Regions from separate parts of the Oryctolagus cuniculus genome. Here region 1 is linked to region 2. The links are chromatin contacts, called in public Hi-C maps. All regions are on one chromosome and are shown on one strand. Each heading gives the region's core, a stretch centred on a gene start, on an enhancer-like site or on the middle of the called end of the contact. The rest is flanking DNA. Distances are from core to core; before and after follow the strand shown. Region 1 holds the start of TTC24 (tetratricopeptide repeat domain 24). Region 2 overlaps BCAN (brevican).

Region 1 (6,027 bases), core at 1,511-4,010, 71 kb after region 2:
TGGATTTGGTGTCCCTAAGAGGGGTGCTGCGCCCTCTTGGGGCCCTCCTCCCACATTCTTCCCTCCCCTTGCTTACGCCATGGTTCCTTTCCATCCTGCCAGGCTCTCCCTGAGCCCCCTGGCCCCAGGCCGCCAGGCCTCACCATTGGCCCCAAAGCTCCCTCTCTCCTTAAGCCTCAGGGCCTCCTCTTAGTCCTTGGTCCCAGCCCCAGCACCTACCATGTAGGCTGGCGGCGGCACGGTGAAATGCCTGGGCTTCCGCATAGTTGCCAAGGGCGTTGTGGGCTACCCCGAGGTTTCCCAGTACCGTGGCCTGCTCCCGGGGGTCCCGGCACAGAGGCAGCGCCTGCCCAAAAGCCTCCACGGCCATAGGGAACAGCTGCAGTCGGGAGTAGCCCAGGCCTAGGTCGTTATACAGCCATCCTAGAGAACACAGCTGGGGTCACTGGTGGCCACATCCGACGTCCCCCAGACCCTTCCCTGCAGGCTCTGTCTCCCCAGATCCCCACCTCCCTCCTCTCCCAAGGCCTCACCCAGCTGTGCCCGATCTGCACTCCTGTTGGCAAGCTTCCGGCTCTCCTCCAGCACCTGTAGCACCTCACCCACCCCATGCCGCCCGCTCTCCAGCATACAGTCTGCTGCAGCCCCCAGTGCTAGGGCTGCGGCCCGGGGCCGCTTTGCTTGGGAGTAGGCCCGGCTTGCTTCCTGCAGGCAGTGGGCTGCCAGCTCAGGCTGTCCCAGGGCCTGGTAGCAGGCTCCCATTTTTGCCTGGGCGTCCCCCTGGTCCCCCTGGGGCTGGTAGTGGCCCAGAGCCCTGCGGTACCAGGCCAGAGCTTGAGTCAGGTTGCCCAGGGCATGGTAGGCCAAAGCCACATTGAAACAGTGGTCTCCGTGAGGCCTGCCCTGTGCCTTCTCCTCGGGCTGGGCCCGCAGGAGCAGCTCAAGGCCTCTGGCTGGGTCCCCAGTCTCCACGTAGGCGGCTCCCAGGTTGCAGGCACAAGCTCGGAGCACGGAGGTGTCCCTGGTCCGTGGGGCCTCGGAGGCCAGGAGGAAGGCCTTCTGGAAGCTAGCCAAGGCCTCATGGCTCTGGCCGGCTCGTAGAGCTGCATGGCCAGCTCTGGTGAGGGCTTGGATGCCGGCCTCCTGCTGTGACCGTGTCGTCTTCTTTTTCCTCTTGCAGTTTGCGGAACCAAGCTCAGGTTCTGGTGGGGCATCCTCAGGGCTGGGAGAAGACATGGGACTGACAATGGGGAAGAGAGGCCTGGGTCTGTTGGCCTTGGCTGCCCCAGAGCAGCCAGCCTCCCTGGAGAGCAGTTCAGCCCCACCCTGCTCCTGACAGGACTGCACGCCTAAGAATGGCTGATGTGGGCAGCACTTGGCACAGCGGTTGGGACGCACACATCCCATAGCAGAATGGTTGGGTTTGAGTCAGCTCTGGTCTGGATTCTAGCTTCCTGCTCATGCACACCCTGGGAGGTGCAGATGGTGGTTCAAGTAGCTGGGGCTTTGCTACCTACGTGGGAGACAAGGACTGAGTTCCTGGCTGCCACCATTGAACTCACTCACCCCAGCTGTTATAGGCGTTTGGGAAATGAACCAGCAGACAGGAAAGCAATCTCTCTCTCCCCCTCCCTCTCCCTCTCCTCTGTGTGTGTTTCTTTACCTTTCCAATAAAATAAAACAAATTGTTAACCCAGGCACTCTGATTTGGGATGTACCCGTCCTAAGTGGCAACACTGTGTCAAACAAACACCAGCCCCCCCCATTTTAACCCTTTTTAGGGGTTCAGTTTTGTAGCGTTAAGTACGCTTCCGCTGCTGTGCACCCATCACCACCACACCCTCCCCGCCCAGAACTTTTCATTACATTCAAGGTAAGTGTAACTGATTGATTTTAGAATTTGGAAGCATTAGCGTGCACCTGCTGTTACATACAGTTCACAGCAGTCAACAGTGAGCCAGTGGAGGAACAGCCTCTCCTTCCCCTGCTTCTCTGTGCCTCTGCCTGCCCCGCCCCCACTCCTATCTCGTGCCTGCTGGCTCCTCTCCACACGGAGTCCAGGGCAGGCCAGTGCTCAGAGGACTCCTGCCTGAGCCGGCCTGGGGACTGGACTGGCAGGGAGCCAGCCTCCAGGGGGTGCTGCCTTTCCATGGCCAGCCCCTCCCTTTGTCTCCCCGAGGGTCCTCAGCTTTCTGTCTCCTGGCCGGTTCCGGTCCCCCCGACATCCTGCCCTGGTCTCCAGGGTCCTCTTAAACCGAATCCATTCAGCGCGTGTATCCGGTTAGAATCCTTCCCCTCGGAAGGCAAAGCCTTTCACCAGCTCTCCTCCCAGGAGGCAGGAAAAGGCGGGGAAAGCCCGGAGCGCTGGGTTCTTGGCTCCTCCCCTTTTCTTCTCTTTCCCCTCTGTTTTGGGGAGAGCCAGGCAGAGGTGATGCATTCCTTTTAAAAAGACATCCCCCCTGCTTCAGAGAACACCCAGAAACCCTGCTCTTCCAGGCCCTCAATCCCGGGCGTTCAGGCTACCTCCATCCGGTCTTGGGGCCCCGGCTGCAGGACGCCTCACCTGCTTCCTTGTCTGCGGCTGGCTTTCTGGAATGGATCCTCTGGCTTGGGTTACCTCCCCTCTTAGCTCAGAGCTCCTGGGGTTACCAGACAACCAGGTGCTGACCTCCGTTCCTAGGGAGTTCTTTGAGTGACAGCTCGGGTATCCTATCTTAGTGCTTGGACACAGACACTGGGTTCCACTGCCCTACCTGGGCTGCGGCTCCCCACCCGGCACACACAGCCCTCCCATCTTTCACGTCAAGGAATGAACCAGCACTCTGTGGGGCTGGTTACTGGCTACACGCTCAGAGATGGCCTACACACACACACACGCATGCGCACACACACACGCACACACACACACTGTGCTTCTCTGTGGTACTTTCACATTCGGGAGCAGGGTGGAAGGCTGATGATCAGGAAAGGCCTGATCTAGAAGCTCCAGGCCCTGTTAATGAGAGGACAGTCGGCCCCAGGACAGCGGGCACAGAATGCCCCAACTCACTGAAGGTGGCTTGCATCAGAAAGCAAATGTCCCCACTCACCTGGGAGGCCTGTTTTGGGCAGAGAGGACTTGGCCAGAAACAACACCCTAAGGAAGTGCTGGGCTCACCCGCACTGGCCCTGCAGCACTGGCGCGGGGCCAAGGAGAGGCGTGCTCACCCAGCCGCCTCGCCTCTCACGCAGACTTTCTGTAAGGAGCCAGGATGAGTGGGGGAGGGGTGGGACTGGACCTGCCAAAGACTCAGCGGTCACTGCTGAAGGCCTTCCTGGCTTGATTCCCTGCTGTGGCCGCCATTTCTGGCAACGCCCTCCGCACTGGGCTTCCACGACCCCCATGGATCCTTCCTTTCCCCATCTCCTCTGCTGGGCCCTCTGAGCACCTCCCAGTTGCTAGGGTCCCCCAATCCTCTGCCCCTCGCTATTTTCTCTTCTTCATTTACCTACTCTTCCCAGAACACTTCACCCGCTCCTGTGCGTTCAGCACCACCAAATACGCCAATCATTTCTACCTGTACCCTTCTTCAAACAAAACTTGCATTTCCCCAGCTCAAACCCCCCACACCCCCCGCCCAAGCTGGAAACCAGAAGTCGCCCTTGACTCCTCTCTCCCTGACTCAGCCTCGGCCTATTGAAATCCCTCTCCACGGTCGCCTCTTCTGCAGCCTCATGTCCGTGGCCTTGGACGTGGTGTACTTTATAGTGGTTAAGAACTCAAGCTTGGAGGGGGACTGTCTGGGTTTAAATATTGCTCTACACATTTGTGAGCTCTTTTACTTATTTAAAAGGCAGAGCTACAGAGAGAGAGAGAGAGGGAGAGACAGAGAGAGAAAGAGATCTTCCATCTACTGATGGTCTCATCTTTTTTAAGATTTATTTATTTATTTGAAGGTCAGCATTACACAGAGAGAAGAGAGGCAGACAGAGAAAGAGAAAGAGGTCTTCCATCTGCTGGCTCACTCTCCAACTGGCCACAATGGCTGGAGCTGGGCCGATCCAAAGCCAGGAGCCAGGAGTTTCTTCCAGGTCTCCCACACAGGTGCAGGGGACCAAGCACTTGGGCCATCTTCTGTTGCTTTCCCAGGGCATAGCAGAGAGCTGGATCAGAAGTGGAGCATCGGGACTTGAACCGGTGCCCATATGGGATGCCGGTACTGCAGGTGGCGTTTTTACCCACTACACCACAGCGCCGACCCCTGATGGTCTCTCTAAAAGGCTGCATCAGTTGGGGCTGGGCCAGGCCAAAGCCAGGATTGAGGAATGTCATCCAGGTCTCCCATGTGAGTGGCAGGGGCCCAAAGACTTGGGCCATCTTCTACTGCTTTCCTAGGCGCATTAGCAGGGAGCTGGATTGGAAGTGGAACAGCTGTGACTAGAACTGGCGCCCATATGGGATGAAGGAGGCAGCTCAATGCTGGCCCCTGCCTGGGTCTTTCTGGCCCAGGGACCCTTGTCCCAAGCAGAAGTGAGGAACCTCATTCAAGATCTTCCTTTCCAGCTGGGAAGGGGGTTTCAGCCCAGCTGTCTAAGGGCATATCTGCCCGACTCATTATCAACGGTTCCTTCTCGGCATCTTGTTCTGGGGGCCCTCCCAGGAAGCAGGAATAGGACCCCCATGGCCAGGAGCCCCAAGCATCCAGATTCTCTCTACTTCTCTCAGCTGATGAGAGGCAAGGGGAACCACTCCTTTTCTTCAAAGAAATATCCACTCTCTTCAAACCTCTTCCTAGGCAAGTTTGCCTCAGCCTTAACTTGTCTGAGGGTTCTGGGTTTGGATCTTTCCCTTTTTATTTCTATTTTTTAAAAGTTTCATTTATTTATTTGAAAGGCAGAGTTATAAAGAAGCAGAGGCAGAGAGGTCATCCATCTGCTGGTTCACTTCCCAAATGGCCACAATGGCCAGAGCTGGGCCGATCCGAAGCCAGGAGCCAGAAGATTCTTCTGGGTCTCCCACCTGGATGCAGGGGCCCAAGGACTTGGGCCATCTTCTGCTGCTTTCCCAGGCCACAGCAGAGAGCTGGATTGGACGTGGAGCAGTTGGGACTCAAACCGGTGTCCATGTGGGATGCCAGCACTGCAGGTGGTGGCTTTACCCACTGCACCACAGCGCCGGCCACGGGGTCTTTTCCCTTTTTCTGCCCTGAGGCTCAGCCTAGGCTGCCCGCTGTTTGCCTGGAGTTGGGAGGAAAGGTAAAGGGAGCAATAGCACATGGGAGAAGCCCATGAGGGAATCCGCAGGGCTGTTCAGGCCCTTCTCTCTCACCTCTGCCGCCACTGGTCTCTGCTCCTAGTCCCACCTCTCCAAGCCCCTGTGGGAGGAGGGGTGCTCCCGGAACATCAGTCTGACTCACCAGCGCCTGAAGTGTTGCTTGCTTATCACACCAAGCCCAGCGCCTTCGCGTGGCACCCAAGGCGCCGCAGGTCCCAGCCTGCACCTTTGGGCCTCTTTCCTGCCCTGCCTGACTTCCGCTCACCCCCAAAACTGAGTGGAGATTAATCCTCCAAACTCACCTCCTTGCCCTGGTGCTTGCTGTTTCCAGTGATAAGAACGCCTCTGACCTCCAACCTGACAAAGCCTCCTTCACTTTGCAACCCTGAACGGCTGTCAGCTCCACTAGGAAGTCATCCCTGCGCTTCGCGGCTCTCCGTGACGTCATGGCCACCACTCCCCTCCCCCTGCGCCTCTCTGCCCTCTACTTGATTTCACTGCGCGTGGGAACAGCAAACTTCTTCAGAACATTCACTGCACTTGTGTACCTCTGCATGTGTGCCACGTAGTTTAATGCATTGCACCACGTAGGCCCGGGAGTTAGCGGGACCCAGAACCGAGCAGGGGTTAACGGGAGTATTGGGGGGAAATGACGGAGGGAAGGGCAAGGACTCGCTGAAGTAAAGGGGTTTAGCTTTTCTGCACACCTGGGCGGCGGTCTCTGCGGCCCGGGACTACAAATCCCAGGACTCTCTGCGCAGCGGACCGGAAGT
Region 2 (6,672 bases), core at 1,323-3,822:
CGCCACTCAGGGACACAGCTCTCCTTCCAGGCCCCCCCTTCGCCTCTCCTCTGGCTCGCACCTACTTTCCTCTCCCCTTCCCGGCACCTCCCCCTGCCCCTGCATCGCTTGCTGTCTCCAGGATTCCTTCCTTTCCTGTTCACCACATCTGGCAGGCAGAACCTTAGCTCACTTTGATGGGGAAACTGAGGCACGAGCACTGGGAGTCTGCAGAACATGGGCTGGGGGCCTGGGGGCTGCCCCCTTGCAGACTTCAGTCCAAAGTGGTCAGCAGCCGTCCCTCTGTTAACCTGCTATCTAAACACCAGGGAAGAACCAGGACCAGGAGTAAACACTGGGGCCGCAAATCCACCCACTGGACCATTAATTTGAGTCTAGTCTCCAGGGGATGGAGGCTGGTCCTCACATCCTCCCCGCCGCCCCCCCCCCCCCCCCCGCCCCATTTGCTTCTCTCTCCTCTCCGTCTCCATCCCCTGCCCAAGCTCTGTACTGCACCTGCCAGCTCTCCCTCCCCAGGACGAACAGGCTCAGGAGGACTCGGGTCTGGGGAGCATGGGAGACAGGGTGCCTGTGTCCCAGCAGCAGGCAGGGGTCTGGCTGCAGCCCCCTGGGGAAAGCCCTCCCACCCCGTGGGTCTGATGGGCTGAGCATTTTTGGAAGTGTTTGGGAGCTGCTGTGTCAGGCAGGCGGCCAGGACAATGGGGCCCTTTCTCTGCCGTGTGGGCTGGCACAAAGGCCCCAGGGAGGTCAGGGCAGGGCTGTGGGCGCTGGGAGGGGTGGGGGAGGAATGAGGCGGTGGGTGTGAGTCGGAAGAGCCCAGGGGAAGCTGGGGGCCTCCCCGCAGAGGGGAAACCATGGAAGGCCATCTCAACAGGCTCCCAAGCCGGGGGCACGGTGACCTCCCGCGTGCCTGGGAGGGGGCGCCCTTTGGGAGGACCCCACTGAGACTGCGTGGGAGGCAGGCTGCGGGCTTAGCACATTTCCAGGAGCCTGGATGTGGTCAGATCTGTGATCCAGTCCATCCTCCTGCATGAGGGGGACTTCTCCTCCTCAGGACCAGGGTAGGCCCCATCACACACACACAGACGCACGCACACACGCATGCACACCCTGCACACTGGGCCACGGCTTGGGTTCTGTGCAGGGTGCTGCTGAGTCATCCCTGGACCAGCTCCCCCTTCCCCAGGAAGCTCAACAAAGCCAGGAGCAGACTTCCGTTTCCGCCCCAGCAGCCCAGCAGGTGTGGGGAGGGGAGGAGGGGAGGAAGGATTCTGGTTGCAGCCCTCTCTCCCGCTGGAGGCCTCCCCATACACAGAGCAGAGGCCACGGCCCCCCTGCGTCCCGTCCGTGGAGGACAGAGCGAGCAAGCGCAGAGCTGCAGCGGAGAACGCACAGTCCCTTCCAGCTCATGGCAGCGGGAGCTCGCGTGAGGTCTGCCCCCACCCCGCGCTCTGGGAGGGGGCACTGCTCCAAGGCCCGAGCCAGACACAGCCTCCTCCAGGCCCCTCCCTTTAAGGCGCACCTCACTCCACTCACATTCCAGCCAAATGCCCTGGTATCCTTTAAAATGCGTGGAGTGAGCCTCCACATAGTACTGCAGGATGGGGGCCAGGTACCCACTCTGGCCCCAGAATCATGCTCTTCCCTGTAGTGCTTTCAGAAACAGCCGCCCCCCCCACGCCCACCCCAGCCATGCAGGGCTGGGTTGTGTGTGGGGAGGACCGAGGTGAGGAAGGAATGTGAGTCTAGGGGCTCAGCGCTGGCATCTCAGACCAGCTGGTGCCAGGTTTAGATACAGGGTGGGGAAGGCAGGGACAGCCTGCGAGAGCCCCAGCACAGCCCCCCCCCCCCCCCGCAATGTGCACCTGTCTGGAACCTGCCTCTGTCTGTCTTGTGTCTTGCCTCTCTCGCTCTCTCTCTCTGGGTCTTTCTATATCTCTCTCAGCCACTTGGCTCCTCAGATCTGTCTCCCTGACCCTTAGTTTCACCAACTTTCCAAAAAAAGGACTAAGAATTTTTTTCACCATGAGGGTGAATTGGGTATAGCTGAGTGGGCACAGGCAGGAGTGTGCTCACACGTGTGACTGTGGTGGCTAGGGCGAGGAGTCAGCCCAGCAGGGTAAGCTGCCTGGGACGTATCCGCCGCAGGTCCTCTGGCTGGAGTCCTGGCTGCTGCACTTCTGACCCACCTCTCTGCTGGTGCACCTGGGAAGGCAGCAGGAGATGGCCCAAGCGCTTGGGCCCCTGCCACCCACGTGGGATACCAGGATGAAGCTCCTGGCTCCTGGCTTCGGTCTGGCCCAGCCCCAGTCCTTGCAGCCATTTTGGGGAGTGAACCAGCAGAGGGAGGATCTCTCTTTGTGTGTCTCTCCTTGTCTGCTGCCTTTCAGATAAATAAATCTTAAAAGCTAGAACCACATCCCCATACACACTTTCCCTAAGGCACTGTGCACTGTGATGAGGGCCAGAGAAAAGCTTGCTACTTACACACACACACACACACACACACACTCACATTCGGTCATTCTCTCGCCATTTCTCAAAATGACCTCACCATGTCAACCTCCGCTGACTCACTGCCCGCAGGGCCAGCTCAGCCTGACCGGAAGTCTACCCCTCCCCCCGCCAGTCACCTCCCTCCGACCCCACCCCATGCTCCTCAGAAAGAAAAGACCGCGGCGCCCCCTGGTGGTGTCCTGGGGCTCCTGCCACTCCTCGCGCTGACTTCACTCACACAGGCGCACACGGCACTCTCAGCGCCCTCTTCTGGCTACAACCTGAAAGGCCCACGAGTCAGTTCCTAGAGGCCCAGCTCAGCCGGATGCCCCCCCTTCGCCCTTGCCTCCTTCCCTATCTCCTGCATCTCTGCCTCCCCTGCAGTCTAACCCTAGACCTGCAGGGCCAGCGGCAGGGTCTTCCCTTCCCCTCTCTCACACTCCCTGGGAGAACCCCTCTCCGAAGCTCCGCCTGCGTTCTTCTCCGGGACCTTGGCTTCTCTCCCCAGACTGAGGTCGCCTGGGACTGCTTGACTTTGGGCACGCTGGGCACTCCTCGTCTTGCCTTGCCGAGCATCCTGATGCCACGCCGCTTCTGCTGTGCCCCAACCCCTGAGGACTCCCTTGGCAGCCATTCTGGGCCAGGCACTGTTCCATCCATCAACACCTTGAGAGCGTCTTTGACCTTCAGCAGCGAACAAGCACAGACGCTCTGTCTTACGCTGCGAGGCCCTGCTCAACCTCTCCCTCTCACACAGGCACACAGAAGCATCAAAGCTGTTGAGGCTCAAATGCAGCTTTATTTCCTGCTGGTTTACTGGCGCTCCCACCCTGCTGACCCGTCCATTCTCTTAGCAACTCAAGGATGAGGGAGACAGTGCCCCCTAGAGGAACGGAGGGACTGCGTGGCTGGCAGGGAGAGGGCAGCTGAGGCACTTGGGGACTTTCTCCACTGCCCTGAGGGGAAACCCTGATGCCCGGGTTATGGGGTGGAGAGAGAGAGAGCCTGTGCTGTGCTGGAGCCTCCCAGGTATGTCCCAGGAGCCCCTTGCAGGCACCACCCCCCGGATTGTAGCTCCACCCCTCTCATGCCGTAACTTCCCGTGATGGGAAGACCCCAGGGTGTGAGGTCCGACTGGGGTGAGAACCCCGGCCCCCTAGGGACCTGGAGGGGGACTGGGAGGAGAGGCCAACAGCGCCTCCCAGCGTCCCAGCAGCCTCCTTTGCTGTGCTTCTGGGGCCTTCAGTGGGTGCAGAGCTCGGGCCTGGGGAAGACACAGACACTCACCTTCCGCACCCGGCTCCCCCTTCTCTCCTCAGAGCCCAGCCTCTGCTGTCCCTTCCCCTGACCCCTGACCTCATGAGAACACTTGCTCTGGCTCAGGAGCCTAGAGCAGGGGCCGGTGCTGTGGCACAGCAGGTTAAAGCACCTGCAGCACCGGCATCACATAGGGGCGCCAGTTCAAGTCCTGGCTGCTCCACTTCCTATCCAGCTCTCTGCTGTGGCCTGGGAAAGCAGTGGAAGATGACCCAAGTCCTTGGGCCCCTGCACCTGCGTGGGAGACCCAGAAGAAGCTCCTGTCTTCAGATCCGCTCAGCTCTGCCTGTTGCAGAGTGAACCAACAGAATGGAAGATCTCTCTCTCTCTCTCTGGCTCTCCCTCTCTGTAATTCTGTCTTTCAAGTAAATAAAATAAATCTTAAAAAAAAAAAAGAGCCTAGAGCAGGACCACGTGATCTCAGACATCAGCACCAAAGGAGACCCCAGCCCACCCCCTTCTCTTTGTCCCATAGCCAAGGGCAGTAGGACCCCCAGGTCACACAGCCGGTGACAGGCAGAGCTGGAGCCCCCTACCCCCACTCACAGGTCTGCGGGGCACACAGGAGATCTGGGGGGGCTCCCAGCGACCGTCCTCCTGGCAGCGGATCAGAGGCAGGTTGCGCTGGGCCAGCCCCTCTCGGCACCGGTATCGAAGCACTGTGTCCACCTCATAGCGCAGCCGTGGGCGGCCAAACACTTGAGCCAGGGGCAGCTCCGGTGGGGGCCCACAGGACACTGCGGGAGGGACACACTTAGGAACCAAGTGGGAGCCTGGCTCTGCAGGGGGAGGAGGTTCCCAGAATCACAGCATAGAGGAGGAGCTGCAAGGGGACAGCAGAGTCAGGGAGCCCCCCCCCCCCCACGGCTGGCACACCTTCTGGGTGAGGTCACACCCTCTGCCCTCACCCAGCCCCATCCTGCAGGTGTAGGGCAGGTGGTAGTTGCAAGGCACGTCGCTCCACTGTCCCTGATCGTGCCACACCATGACCACGCAGTTCTCTCCAGACAGGAAGTAGCTGTCGGGCTGCCCAGGGTTCCAGTTCTCATAAAGCTGGGGATGGGCAGCGAGGGGAGGGGGGTGAGGAACTCTGCGTGGGTGGAGTTCAGGGCACTTGGAGAGGGCAGGGCGTGGCGTGGGAGAGCCCCCGGGAGAGAGAAGGCTGAGGGTCTGGGGACTGGGGACTTCTGGGAGAGGGGGAAAGGGAGGGAGTCTGGGGTCTTCGCTGTGGAGGGCAGCAGTGCTTCGAGAAAGCGGACCAGAAGGCGTCAGCGCAAGGGCCGGCGGGAGCTGCTCACCAGGGGGACGCCGTCCGACCACAGGAAGTCGCCTTCGATGGTCCTGTCGTTGAGCCCGATCCACTGATACTCCCGGTATTGATCTGAGGACCGCGGGGAGAGGGCGGCGTGCAGTGAGCTCCGCTGCCGGCAGGTGGCGGCCGTTCCCTGTCGCCGGCGCTCCGGGAAGCCCTCGCCCAGCTCCCACTGGCGCGCCGCCCTGATGGCTCCCCCCTCTCCCTAGACTTTGCACGCGGGCCGGAGGGAGGCCGGGGCGTGGGAGTGGCGAAGACGGAAACCGGCCACCACCACCCCTGCCCAGGCAAGAAAAAAGAAAAACTGGAAAAAGTAAAACCTTGCAAGAAGGTCCGAACTGGGAAAGGCATATGGGGGGGGGGGGGCAGGGAGGTTGGGAGCAGCGGGAGGCGGCCCGGCTGGTGCAGGTGTGCGTTCCTGCCGGGAACCCCAGGTGTCGCGTGGGAAGCGAGGGAAGAGAACGACAATGCGAAGGAACGGATGCAGAAGCCAAGTCAAAAGAGCGTGAATGAATGAATGCACGGTTGAGGGAGTTAATGCGTTAGTTATGGAGCGCGTGAGAGGGCGGATGACGCGTCCCCCAGCCCACTGTTGACGAAGTCCTGCTCCTCGGGGGTGCTGATGCTGGTCAGGTGCGCGCCTTGCAGCCGGCACTGGGTCTCCGCCTCCTCCCAGCTCCGCCGCGTGGAAAAGTGCTTGTAGCAGGCGCCCTGGAAGGCATCCCAGCCCGGGCTGCAGAAGCGGAGGCCTGGGGCACAGAAGGGCGGGCACCTCAGGCCAGAGGACCCGGGAACCCGCAGGGGCCAGGTCTCCCGGGAGGGACTGCATTCCTCGCACGGCCGCAGACCGGGAGGGGCGGGGCTCCGGAGCAGGAGGGCGGAGCCGAGCAGCCTGCGGACCCCTGGAGGGGCCCGAGGGGAGGGGCTTGGTGCCGTCTCAGAGCCCTTGGGACCTGGATGAGGGCTGGAGCTCCTTTCTGGTCCCTAGGCTCCTCTACCCTAAAGGACGCCCTTCTGTCCTCCCTGGCACGTGCCGGCCGCCCACCCAGGCCCGGAGCGCGCTCAGCTCCCGTCTCACCCGGACCCCTCACAGCATTTCCGCGGCGCTTAACGAGAGGAAGTCGAGGGAAGAACTCAGGGGAAGAACAGAATGGCCTGGAACAGCGATTCCCTAACAACAGGGCCCCCCACCCCCCAACCGGAGTCCTCCCTCCCCTTCCAGAACTGACACGTGGAGGAGGAGCCTAGGCCTCAGACCCCTCCCCCCAGCACACTCACCAACATCGCACAGGTCCCCCCCATAGCCAGGCAAACACAGGCAGCGGGCCCCCTCCTCCTCCTCCAAGCATGTCCCACCATTGTGGCAGGGGCTGGGGACACAGTCACCTGGGGGAGGGAAGAAGTGAGGTGGGGGCAGCAGGGCAGTGTGCATCCCCAGCCCTGACCTCCCCGCACGGAAGCCATCATGGCTCTCAGAAGGGTCTCTGCAGAGCCTGCCTCTGGTCACAGCCTAGCCCTGAGGTCTGCGTTGCTCTGTGAACCCTGCC

What was found. A called contact is a pair of places that touch in the nucleus more often than the background predicts.
Region 1: a Hi-C map of liver shows a contact between it and region 2, with 3 times the contacts expected there. The contact joins the promoter of TTC24 here to the enhancer-like site in region 2. A contact is called at or near these places in 4 of 6 Hi-C or Micro-C datasets (ear pinna, liver, skin fibroblasts and 1 more).

The regions. Positions count from the first base shown.
Region 1 is chr7:42,186,018-42,192,044 of mOryCun1.1, forward strand. It overlaps TTC24 (tetratricopeptide repeat domain 24), which reads right to left and starts at 2,761. Exons shown (of 10, transcript XM_070077531.1): 1 at 534-2,761; 2 at 220-423. The coding sequence starts at 1,407. LOC103350040 (a long non-coding RNA gene) reads right to left here. Exons shown (of 3, transcript XR_007924216.2): 2 at 5,962-6,027; 3 at 3,166-5,217. It overlaps IQGAP3 (IQ motif containing GTPase activating protein 3), which reads left to right and starts at 5,971. Exons shown (of 38, transcript XM_051858542.2): 1 at 5,971-6,027.
Region 2 is chr7:42,115,384-42,122,055 of mOryCun1.1, forward strand. It overlaps BCAN (brevican), which reads right to left. Exons shown (of 14, transcript XM_070077514.1): 9 at 6,404-6,511; 10 at 5,716-5,874; 11 at 5,112-5,194; 12 at 4,722-4,866; 13 at 4,360-4,550; 14 at 3,276-3,760. The coding sequence ends at 3,653. Among named protein-coding and RNA genes, the nearest start is that of NES, 16 kb to the left of the region's middle. Within about 2 kb of position 2,573, at least 2 of the 8 cell types and tissues checked have an H3K27ac peak or open chromatin away from gene starts, as enhancers often do.